2 separate regions of the Oryza sativa genome follow, and region 2 is linked to region 1. Evidence: chromatin contacts called from public HiCAR-type data. All regions are on one chromosome and are shown on one strand. The core of a region is the stretch at or near the end of the contact, and the rest is flanking DNA. Distances in the headings are between cores, read along the strand shown. Region 1 holds the start of LOC4328899. Region 2 holds the start of LOC4328909.

Region 1 (5,483 bases), core at 1,198-3,697:
AGAAGAGATTAGGAGGATTCATGGGAACCAGCAGCTGCACATGCAGCTAAGGTTTGACTGGTGTGAGTGTGTGCATGAATTCATGATCCAAATGGTTTGAATATTATTTCCGGATCCGGTTCAATTCGTCATTTGCTTGGCTGGTGTCGCTCATACGTAGCACGCTACTAGCTGGCTATTCGTTTCAACAAAGGCTTGGCAATATTCAAATTAATTACAAATAATTTGTGCCAAGATGAGAATATATATATGGACTGCTACATTGACAAAATCAGCATTGCTATATATGTAGGAGTATATAGTACTAGTCTTTCTCATCATGAATACTGGAAAGGAATTTGTAATTTGAACGCAAGTTTTGGTGAAGCATACGTGGGAGGACGCAGTCATGATCAAACAAATTAAACGAGACAACGCATGTGCTGCCCCTTGCATACCGCGCACATGCCATACTAGTTAAATAACCACGAGTCTACTCGCTTGATTCATGTATGCATTATATCTAAAACATTTTTTATTTAAAAAACATTTTACGTTCCATTGTCATTTTAAGGGATTTATTTGTTATTTTCATTCCTTGGCTCCGGAGGTAGTGAAAAGTCGACCTGAAATTACTTTCAATAAACGGTCTTTATAACTAAATATTTTGGGTTTATACTCCGTGGTCCATAGCTAATATAAGTGACAAACATACTATTCGATCCCGTCCATAATAATTATCGTTTTACACATAATTGAGGTTAAACTTTTTAGAACTTTGACTATGTTTAAAAATATTTGCTTTACAAAAATAGCAGTTACATTACATGTATAGATTAATCTTAAAATATAAATATTCTTTATATATCTCATAATAAAAAATAATAGTAAAGTTTTTTTATTTAAAGCGATAATTATTATGAAACTATAGGGAGTACCATTTTCTTCCAGCATGGAACATACACCAATTTATTTTTGAGAAACAGAAAACCTACACCACGGCATCCCGTGGAGACGGGATCTCCTCTACTACTCCTCTCCCTCCAAATCATCCGGATCCCCTCCTCATACCTCACTCTCCTCCCCCAAATCACACGGCACTGTAGCCCTCCCCGTCACCTCCTCCTACCTCACTCTCCTCCCCCAAATCAGGCGGCACTGCAGCCCTCCCCATCGTCGTCGCCCACCGCTCGCCAGAGCTGGCGGCCACCGCCGCGGGGGAGGTGGCGACGGTGAGGAGCTCGGCGGCGGGCGCGGTGAGCGAGAGGGAGAGTGGGAGCGAGGCGCAGTGGAGCCGGAACGGGGTACGGTTGCGGCAACATCCTCCATGGCCGTGCCTCCTCGACGCCATCCCTCCCCCACGTCTTCTCCTCTTTTTGATGATACCCTCTGATACCCCACAAGTATTAGGCTTGATACCTTGGTCCCAAGGTCTGATACCTAGGTACCACCTGGTATCTTAGGTACCGGGTATCAGGTATCGGTCGATACCTAGTCGGTACCAAAGGTATCAGGTACCAGGTACCAGGGGAGCATATGTCCCTCACCTCGCCGTGCCTCCTCGACGCCATCCTTCGCCGTTGTGGCCCTCCCTCCCCCACGTCTCCTCTTTTTTGACGCTACCCTCTGATACCCCACAAGTATCAGGCTTGATACCTTAGTACCAAGGTCTGATACCTAGGTACCACCCGATACCTTGGGTATCGGGCATCAGGTATCGGTCGATACCTAGTCGGTATCAAAGGTACCAGGTACCAACCGATACCTAAGGTACCAGGTATCAAGTACCAGGTACTAGGGGAGTACACGTGGACAGAAGAAAGGAAAAGAGAAAGTCACTTAAAATATCCCGTTGCAACGGTATCCCGTTGTGTAGCTGCCCTCTTTGAGAAAAGCATCAACAGTGTGGTGGTGGAGCATGACTCCACTCATCAGGGTTTAAATTCTGGTATCCATAAATATTACGTATATATAAGTGAGATCTTAAAATAAATTTGGCGATATTAGGTATATACCGTTGATTTTCCGTCTTTTCAAGCATGTGTTACGGGCCGATCATATTCATATGTGTGTAAGTGTGGTATTGCGGGTGTAGAGATGTTGTGCGTTCGTACGTCTACCATCACAGTGAAGTCGCAAGAACACAGACAGGGAAAACCGGAAAAGGATAGAGGAGGCAGCGAGCCAGCCACAACCTATTTTTGTCACGAGGAGAAGAAAGCCCAGCCCTCCTTGACCGTTCCCAAAAGCTGACCGTTGCCTTCCTCCCCTCGCTGACCAGTCAAACCACCTCCTCCACTTGTCACTTCCACTCATCACCTCGAACCTCGAGCCGTGGGCCCCACATGTCATTGGAACAGCGTGTGTCTCCTCTTGTCGCATTTGGAATAGTCGTCGTTGGTTTCTTGCCGCCTTGACCCCAACCACCAGCGTCGTATATAAATCCCCCCTGCACAGGAAAGCTTTCGTCACGAAACAACCTTGCGTTGAGCTTAGCTTTAGCTGATCGAATCGAGAAGAGACGTAAATTAAGCAAGCGATCGATCGAACTGATCTCGTCGGCCGATCGATTGATCGGATTTGGTTCCATGGAGAGGGGTTGCAACGGCAATGGCGGCGGCGGCGGCGGCGTGAAGGTGACCTTCATCGAGACGCAGTTCGTCACCTCCGACGCCGCGGGCTTCAAGTCGCTCGTGCAGCGCCTCACCGGCAACGACGCAGCCGTGCCGGCGGCGCCGCCACAGAGGCCGCGGCCGTGCCGTGCAGACGGGTGGAGGGGAGCCGGCGGCGCGAGCGCGACGGTGGTGAAGCGGGAAGCCGTGCCGCCGCCGGTGGCGCCGTGGGTGGATGAGATGATGATGCTGTACGAGACGTGCGACCTCGCCGAGATGTTGCGCGTCGACGTCGTCGGCGCGAGCGGCGGAGGACGGTGCCACGGCGGCGGCGGATACGGTGGTTTTCCATGCTGATCGACGGCCGGCGATGAGCTCAGTCCATCTTCAGTTTTGGATGCTCTCTGCATGTTGTTCCATTCTTTTTTAACTGAGATTATCTGTATATTGCTCCATGCCTTGTTGTACCCTGTTTTATATGTTTGGTTGCGACCAGGCCATGTAATTCCGGTTCTAATCATGAAACTGAAAAAAAAAACAAATTGATAGAGCCGATGAATCAAAGGATTTTGGAGTCACAACAGGGTTTATACTTTCCGAAAAGGCCGAAATTTTGGTAATTTCAGTGGGCACCAACATTTCATCGATTTCGAAACTTTTTCACAAAATTATGGAAAAGAATAGGAATAACTATAGTTAGCCATATGGGCCGCTCGGCACGGCACGGCCTAAGCCTGGTCAAACCCAGACCAAGATTTGTCAGGCCTATACATATCTTACATATGGTTGAAAAGTCTATTTCACATCCCTGAAGTTCGTGCTGTGCCGAGGCATAGGCCCAGGCACAGCCCAACAACCATGTCGTGCCGGCACGGGCCCGACATCGATCAGGCCATGTCATGCTTGGGCCAGGCCAAAATCCCGTGCCTTGGCCCGGGCCTCGACCTTATGGCCAACTATAGGAATAACAATATCCATGCAATACGGACTAGCGATTAGTGTAGATTAACAAATCCTCCAAACATTTTATTGAGAAAACTCTAAATACTAGTAAATACGAAAGGGAGATGGGTCCTCTCCCTCATCACCTCCAGCTATAATGTGGAGCCTGGAGGTGAAGGCAGGTTTTACCTTTCCGTATTTAATATTAAAACCATCCTTGACCGGTTTATTGTATACCGACCTAAAACCGATAAAAACTAATAGCTTTCAGTCAACATCGTAAAAATACCAACTAAAATTGACACTACTGGTTTCGTGAAAATCGATCAATTTTTGTGAAAACCGCTCGGTGGAGAAGGATCAGACAGAAACTGAGACCGAAGTCTGAAGATAACTTTTTTATCAAATTTTTTTCAAGACTAATGCTTGGTAGCAGGAGCAGGTGGTCTTCTTTCCCGCATCCTCTTCGCCACTTATATTGTTCGACTCTTGCTAACAAGACAAGAAAAAAATGTACTTACAATTATAATAAATGAAATTGCACAAAGGATTATAGTAATCGGTAGCTGAGCCAAGCACAGGAAATTCTCTTTTCCGTTTCTTTAATAAGCGACGGTCTTTGACTTTTCGACATATGTCTGATTATTCATTATAAGTTGTTTTATCATTAAAAACAATTCAATCGTATTTATAACTTATATATTTATACAATAATTTTAAATAAGGTAAACAGTTATACATACCTATAAAAATTACTCCATCCGTTTCAGGTTTTAAGACGTTTTTACTTTGGTCAAAAGTCAAACTGTTTTAAATTTGGTTAAATTTGTAGAAAAAAATAGTATCATTTTATAAATTTATTATTATATTTACCTATAAATTTAGTCAAATAACTAAAACGGAGGAGTAACGACATTAATTACCGTTGCTCTTACCGGATCGGTGCGAAGCCGCCGAGAACGCAGAGAAGAATAGGATAAGGATACAGTGAACCTCCTCCTCGCACGAGGCAGGGAGTGAGCCTTGACCGTTCCCAGAAAGGTTGACCGTTGTCCGTCACTGACCACCAACCCAGTCACTCACTGGATACGACCAGTCAAACCTTGTCGCTAATGCTAAAGCTTCAACCCACCAGTCACACATCCAGCGAAAAACCCACACCCTCACCTCCACGTGGGCCCCACCTAACCTGGACCCCACATGTCATTCGGATAGTGCAGGCATCTGTGCCGTATGTATTGCATTCGCGCCGCCGCCGCCGCGCGCTCTGTATAAAAACCCCATCGGCACGGGAAGATTTCGTCACCAGCAACCTTGAGTTGAGAGAGCTTTTCGTCGATTCGAATCGAATCGAGAAGAAAAGGGGAAAGGGTCGCAACTGATCGAGCTGATCTCATCGGTCGATCGGATTCGATTCCATGGAGAGGGGTTGCAATGGCAATGGCGGCGTGAAGGTGACCTTCATCGAGACGCAGTTCGTCACCTCCGACGCCGCCGGGTTCAAGTCGCTCGTGCAGCGCCTCACCGGCAACGACGCAGCCGTTGCGACCGCGCCGTCGCTCGAGAGGCCGCGGCCGTGCCGGCGGGGGGTCGACGGGTGGAGGGGAGCCGAGGCGACGGTGGGGGTGGGGCTGCCGGCGGCGCCGGCGCCGTGGATGGATGAGATTGAGATGATGATGCTGTACGAGACTTGCGACCTCGCCGATATGCTGTGCGTCGATGTCGCCGCGGGCGGAGGAGGGTGCCACGGCGGCGGCGGCCGGCGATGAGCTAAGCCGTTAGTTTTGGATGCTCTCTCTCTCTCTCTCTCTCTTTCCTGAAATTCTCTGTATATTGCTCCATGCCTCGTTGTACCCTATGTTTGGTTGCAATCAGGCCATGTAATTCCCGTTCAATCATGAATATGAATATTGTAGCCGATGAGTCAGAGGATTATGGAGCTAGATATAA
Region 2 (5,483 bases), core at 2,038-4,537, 170 kb before region 1:
TTTGTCATAATGAAACTACTATTTCAACATGAACTAAATTAATTGAATCAAGAGCCGTTGTATTGTTTGTTGCGGCTATGATAATATGATTCACATAATTGGCGATTTGATTTTTCTAGTTAATATAGAAATTTTCTGAAAGTGCCTAATTAATATTGAAGTTAGATATAGATGGACTCCACTATAATTCTTTGCGTATTAAATTTCTTAACTAATTAGGAATCATGAATATGTACTAATGAGAAATTTAATGCTTTATTTAGATATAAAAACGAATCATAAGACATCTTTAATGTGACAATGAAATTAGCCTTTGAAAAAAGTATCGCACATGCATACATTTCTGTAGTCTTACTTTTAAGAAATGACTAATTTGTGATATTATTGACATGTGATAGCTCTATGCGAACACCCAAAATCTGTTGGTAAATCTAAACATAACATGTACCTATTTTAGATTTATTGTTACCAAATATTGTTTATATATGTATATGTTGTTTTTGTCAATTATGTAATTACATGAATCCAATTTTTAATTGTAAAGGGACTCATGGTTGGGATTCAAATATTTAAATCGGGTATACACTTGATTTAGACGAGTACAAAACTTTTGAGACTTTTTGTATGAATATTAACTTGTTTATAATTAGTTCAAACAATTTTGAACTGAATTCGAACTTATATATGCATTTTTTTCTTAAATTTTGTTTCTAGCTAGGCATATGCCATAGAAACATATAAATAGCTAGGCATGTGATTATTTGGGATAGTAAAATAAATAATATGAATTTGAGTTGCTTTGTTATAAGATATGGGTATCAATAAAAAAATTACACTTAGGCTTATACCTTTAAGTTGGAACTTTTTTTAAAAAGTTGAATTGATTTATTTTCAAATCGAAGGCCCGGGCATCATGAAATCAATATTATTTGGAGTATATAAACCTTCTGAATCAAAATCTAATATACATGCGTATTTGAGATCTATCGCTGCAGGGCACCACATGTGGAAACATGCACATAGCGCCATTTTGTGTGTTTTTTTTAGAACAACCATTTTGGGTTGTTACGTACTAAAATATGCCCTAAGAATCAATTACTATCATGCAACTTTAATATAGTATTTGCCTAGAGTTTTGGTTGGAGCCATTTTTTTACCAAATCAATGTGATACTTAATTATTTTACTAAATTATTAATAGTGCCAAAACTCTTTTATTTGCAACACAATTTACCTAATTATTTTGACACTACTAATATTTTGACAGGGTGTAAAGAACTAAAATAGCCCAATGTATACACGAGATAAGTACATATATACTCCCTCTGTTTCAAAATAAATTTATTTCAACTGTTTTTTCTCAACCAATCACAATATTCTTCTAACTATTCTCACTTAATTTTTTAATATGTACGTCTAACTTTTAAAAAAAATACTTACATTTTAAAGAAAGAGGAAGTACTCCATACTACTTACAGTGTTTTATTTCACGTCGACGTTGTGCTAGCTGTCTTCCTTTTTCAGAACAGGTACGTACGTACGTAGGCATCGATCCAGCTCAGCTTTAATTTAAGGTCGCATATATGAACCTATATTATTTATCTAGATAGAGAACTTTAGCAAAATCAACACATATACGTACATACACACGAATGGGAATAATGGAATCTTCTTTGTGCTCGACGATCGTACGTGCCGGTGGATCGACTGCGAGAGATTTTGCAGAGATCGATCGAGTTGGTGTGCATGCATGAATGATCGATCGATCGATGATGGATGGTTGCGAGATCACGTGCAGCGGCATTCGTCTAAAAAAAGTTGGTGCGTACGTAGTAGGTGCTTCCCTCGTTTCATAAAAACAAACCTACTATATAAAATATGACGCATTGTAGTATTTCAAATCTGTACCGTTTGCATTTATTGTATTAGAATGCGTTATATTTCATATTTAATTTATTTTTTTAAAGACGAAGGGAGTAGATAGGTGTTGCTGGTGGTACTGATTTGATGCGTCTCTGTGTTGTTTTTGGAATGTTGTTTGCGCAGAGGAGGATGCGTCCCGGTTTTGTATCTTGTGAATGTTCTTTTTCGTGCGTTGCTTTTGGAATCATGCGTGTACACACATGTCATTAGTTGTCTGTGATATCTCATGTGACAAGTGTACCTTAAAATATGATTGGAACTAATTTCGATCCGGAAAAACCAGAAGGAAAAATTCTTATTCCTTCTCACTCACTACCGCGGAAATCTCCAAAAAGAATCATGATTTTCACACGATTTTCGTAGAAATGCTAGCAACCACCACTATACATCCCGTGAGTGCAACTCGATCGGTTTTTTACTTTTACAATGAGCACATCCACAACATATATACTACCCCCATTTTTTTAATGTACAACTTCATTGATTTTTTTATAAAATGTTGGACCATTCGTCTTATTTAAAATTTTTATGTAAATATAAAAAAAATTAAATCATGTTTAAAGAATATTTGACGATAAATCAAGTCATAAGAAAATAAATAATAATTACATAAATTTTTTATAAAACGAATGATTAAATGTATCTTAAAAACATCAACGATGTCATATATTAAAAAATAGAGGAAGTAGCTAGCTAGGCAGCAGTAGCAGAGCAACAAAGGAAGCTAAACTCAAGCTACGTTGTCATGTTAGATCACGGCATCAACGAAAGTATCTATTTCTAAAATAAGTTCTTTCATAAATATATTTATAAAACAAATTTTTGAAAAAGACCAAAAATTGAAAAATTCCAGAGGTACGTGATCAGTGATCGAGATGCACCAAACCAACCCAAAGCAACCCATCCATCGTCGCCAGTCCCCCACCATGTGCCCCTAGACAGCGACTCTTTCGGATTTATTACCGCTTGATTGCCACACAAATTTTGACAATACGACCCTTTACAAAAACTAATTTTACAAATGAACTGTCATCAAAACTTATTTAAAAAATTACCATTTTGTTCAGCGCCAAATCATATGGCACTAAACTTAGACACCTCAGCGCTAAATAGCACGACGCTGAATGTACATTGGCACGCTGACTCAGCCTCCTATTCACGGTGGCACGACATTCAGCGCCAGTTGACGTGGCGCTGAGGTGTCTAAGTTCAGCGCTATACGATTTTGCGCTGAACAAAAGGTTATTTTTGAAATAAGTTTTGGCGACGGTTCATTTGTAATATTAGTTTTTTCAAAGGGTTAAATTGTCAAAATTTGTGTGATTGCCATCTCCTTCGCCATTGGAGCTCACCACACACTCGCTACCCTACTTCTTCTGTTCGTTAAATATATACTCCTCCACCACCTCACTCCCTCGCCTTCTCATTCACCAACCCAGCAAAGCTCGATCGACCACGTGATCGAGCTCGATCTGCTCGCCGCCGGCGGTGACCATCAGCCATGGGCAACTGCCTGCAGAGCGGCGGCGGCGGCGCGGCGGCGTTGGGAGACGGGAAGATGAGCATGAGGAGGAGAGTCTGCGGCGGCGGTGGTGGTGGGGAGGAGGAAGACGAGGCTGCAGGGTCGTCGTCGTCGTCGTCGGTGATGAAGGTGAAGATGGTGCTGACGAAAGCCGAGCTGGAGTGGCTCATGGCGCAGCTCAAGGCCGGCGACCGCCGCCTCGAGGACGTGCTCCAGGAGATGGCCCGCAAGCGCAACCGCGGCCTCCTCACCACCGCCGCCGCCGCCGGTGACGCCTGCGCCGCCTGCGCCGCCGGCGCCGGAGGAGGCGACGGCGCCGACGGGTGCTGGCGGCCCAGCCTGGAGAGCATCGTCGAGGGCCCCGAGATGAGCTCCTTCAGCTTCGACTACTGAACTGATCGCCAGTGTGTCAAAGAGCTAGAGCCTTGTTAATTACGTTAATTACCTTGCTAATTACGTTTAGAGCACGGTAATTTTTCTTGTTAGCAGTGCATGGCCGTCTTTGCTTGCCATGGATGAATCATGAATGGGATGATCAGGGAAGGATAAATTTAACTCTTGTCCTAATGGCTAGAGTTATGAGTTACTACTTGGAGTTGTAGCTAGGGGTAATTAATCTAGGTCGGCTCCTTGCTGCTTTTGAGTTAATCTTTGCTTAACTTTTTTTTTCATTTTTGTATATACAGTGTACTATCTCTGAGAAGTAGTAGAAATACTCTTGTAGTCTTGTATACTTTATTACTTGTATGCTCTTTCTAGTTCTTCTTCTTTGATAATTCTAGCTCTCTGCTAATTGCAACTCTCTTTTGTAATTTTTTTTTCCTCTTGCCTAATTAATTCTGGAGTTCTTTTGCTGCTACTGTTGTGTCATCTCCAACTCTGTTTTTGCTACTCTGCTCCCAGCTTCCATGAACTTTTCTTTTTTTTCACCACTATTTGGCACAAAGAAAGAAGCCCATTTGCTCGCTTTTGTCAGTGCTTTTCTTTCTTAGGGTATATTTAGTTCACACCAAAATTAAAAGTTTAATTGAAATTAAAACGATGTGACGAAAAAATTGGAAGTTTATATGTGTAGAAAAGTTTTGATGTGATAGAAAAGTTAAAAGTTTAAAGAAAAAAGTTGGGAACTAAACCAGACCTAAGTTCTAAAGTTAGGGTGGTAGAACTTTACAACGTTAAGTTCTACCATCCTAACTAAAAATACTGTCAAATCACAAGAGTGAGCTTTTTCTAACTGCACCAATGAAAAAGTCTGAAAACAGTTAAAGAAGTTTCTACTTACTGCCTGTTCTTCACCGACAGAGTAGCAAGGCCAGCTCCGTCAAATAATTGAAGGCGAAATTTCGATGTGGACTTCGTGCAGGCATGTAATTAACCTCGAGTTGATTCATGCAGCCGACTAATTAATTAATCACCAGGATTAATTAAGTCTCAGCGTCGAAAGACTAACTAATCTGACTGTTTGACAGGGGCAGCTTTGGTCAGCACCTTGACTAAGCAGTCGGACTGAATTAGCAGGCAATTAGATCAGTCCCAATACAAGACACTACACTTAGTTTTCATAAACTCAACATCATAGACACTATTATTTCAATACAAACATCACTCTTTCATACTTAAATTTGATGTTACTTATCTCACATAATGTATTGGATGTTGTGTAGAAACCATGTCTCATGTAAGACCTGGTTTCCTTCTCTTTTCTCATCTATTTACTTGCCACATCATTTTTCATTTTAGGTGACAGCTTATTTAATTGTTATGGATATCATTCTAGTTATTGGGTTGAGGATGGTCTTAGTAGTTACTACTAATTAATTAACTTCAACCGAAGCTTTAATTAATTCATGTTTGGTGCAACACAGACAGGTTCACTAGTTCAGTTTGACAAATGACTAGAAAAGCCAGGTCGCATCAGTTGGGGTAGTTTCGTGGCAGAAGAAACCAAGTTGCAAAGTTCCTACTATTCCAGTGCAGAAGAAGCATAGTGAGCTTTTGTTTTTGTTTTTTTTCCTGTTCAGCCAGCTGAGAAAGCAAAA

The links. HiCAR-type assays count read pairs that join an accessible place to other places.
Region 2: a HiCAR-type map of leaf shows a contact between it and region 1, with 1.9 times the contacts expected there. The contact joins the promoter of LOC4328909 here to the promoter of LOC4328899 in region 1. A contact is called at or near these places in 1 of 15 Hi-C or Micro-C datasets (seedling) and 1 of 4 datasets of contacts at active chromatin or transcription factors (leaf).

Annotation. Positions count from the first base shown.
Region 1 is chr2:8,564,648-8,570,130 of ASM3414082v1, reverse strand. It overlaps LOC4328899, which reads left to right and starts at 2,447. Exons shown (of 1, transcript XM_015769295.3): 1 at 2,447-3,141. The coding sequence starts at 2,568. The coding sequence ends at 2,948.
Region 2 is chr2:8,738,559-8,744,041 of ASM3414082v1, reverse strand. LOC4328909 reads left to right here and starts at 3,287. Exons shown (of 1, transcript XM_015768196.3): 1 at 3,287-4,177. The coding sequence starts at 3,424. The coding sequence ends at 3,837.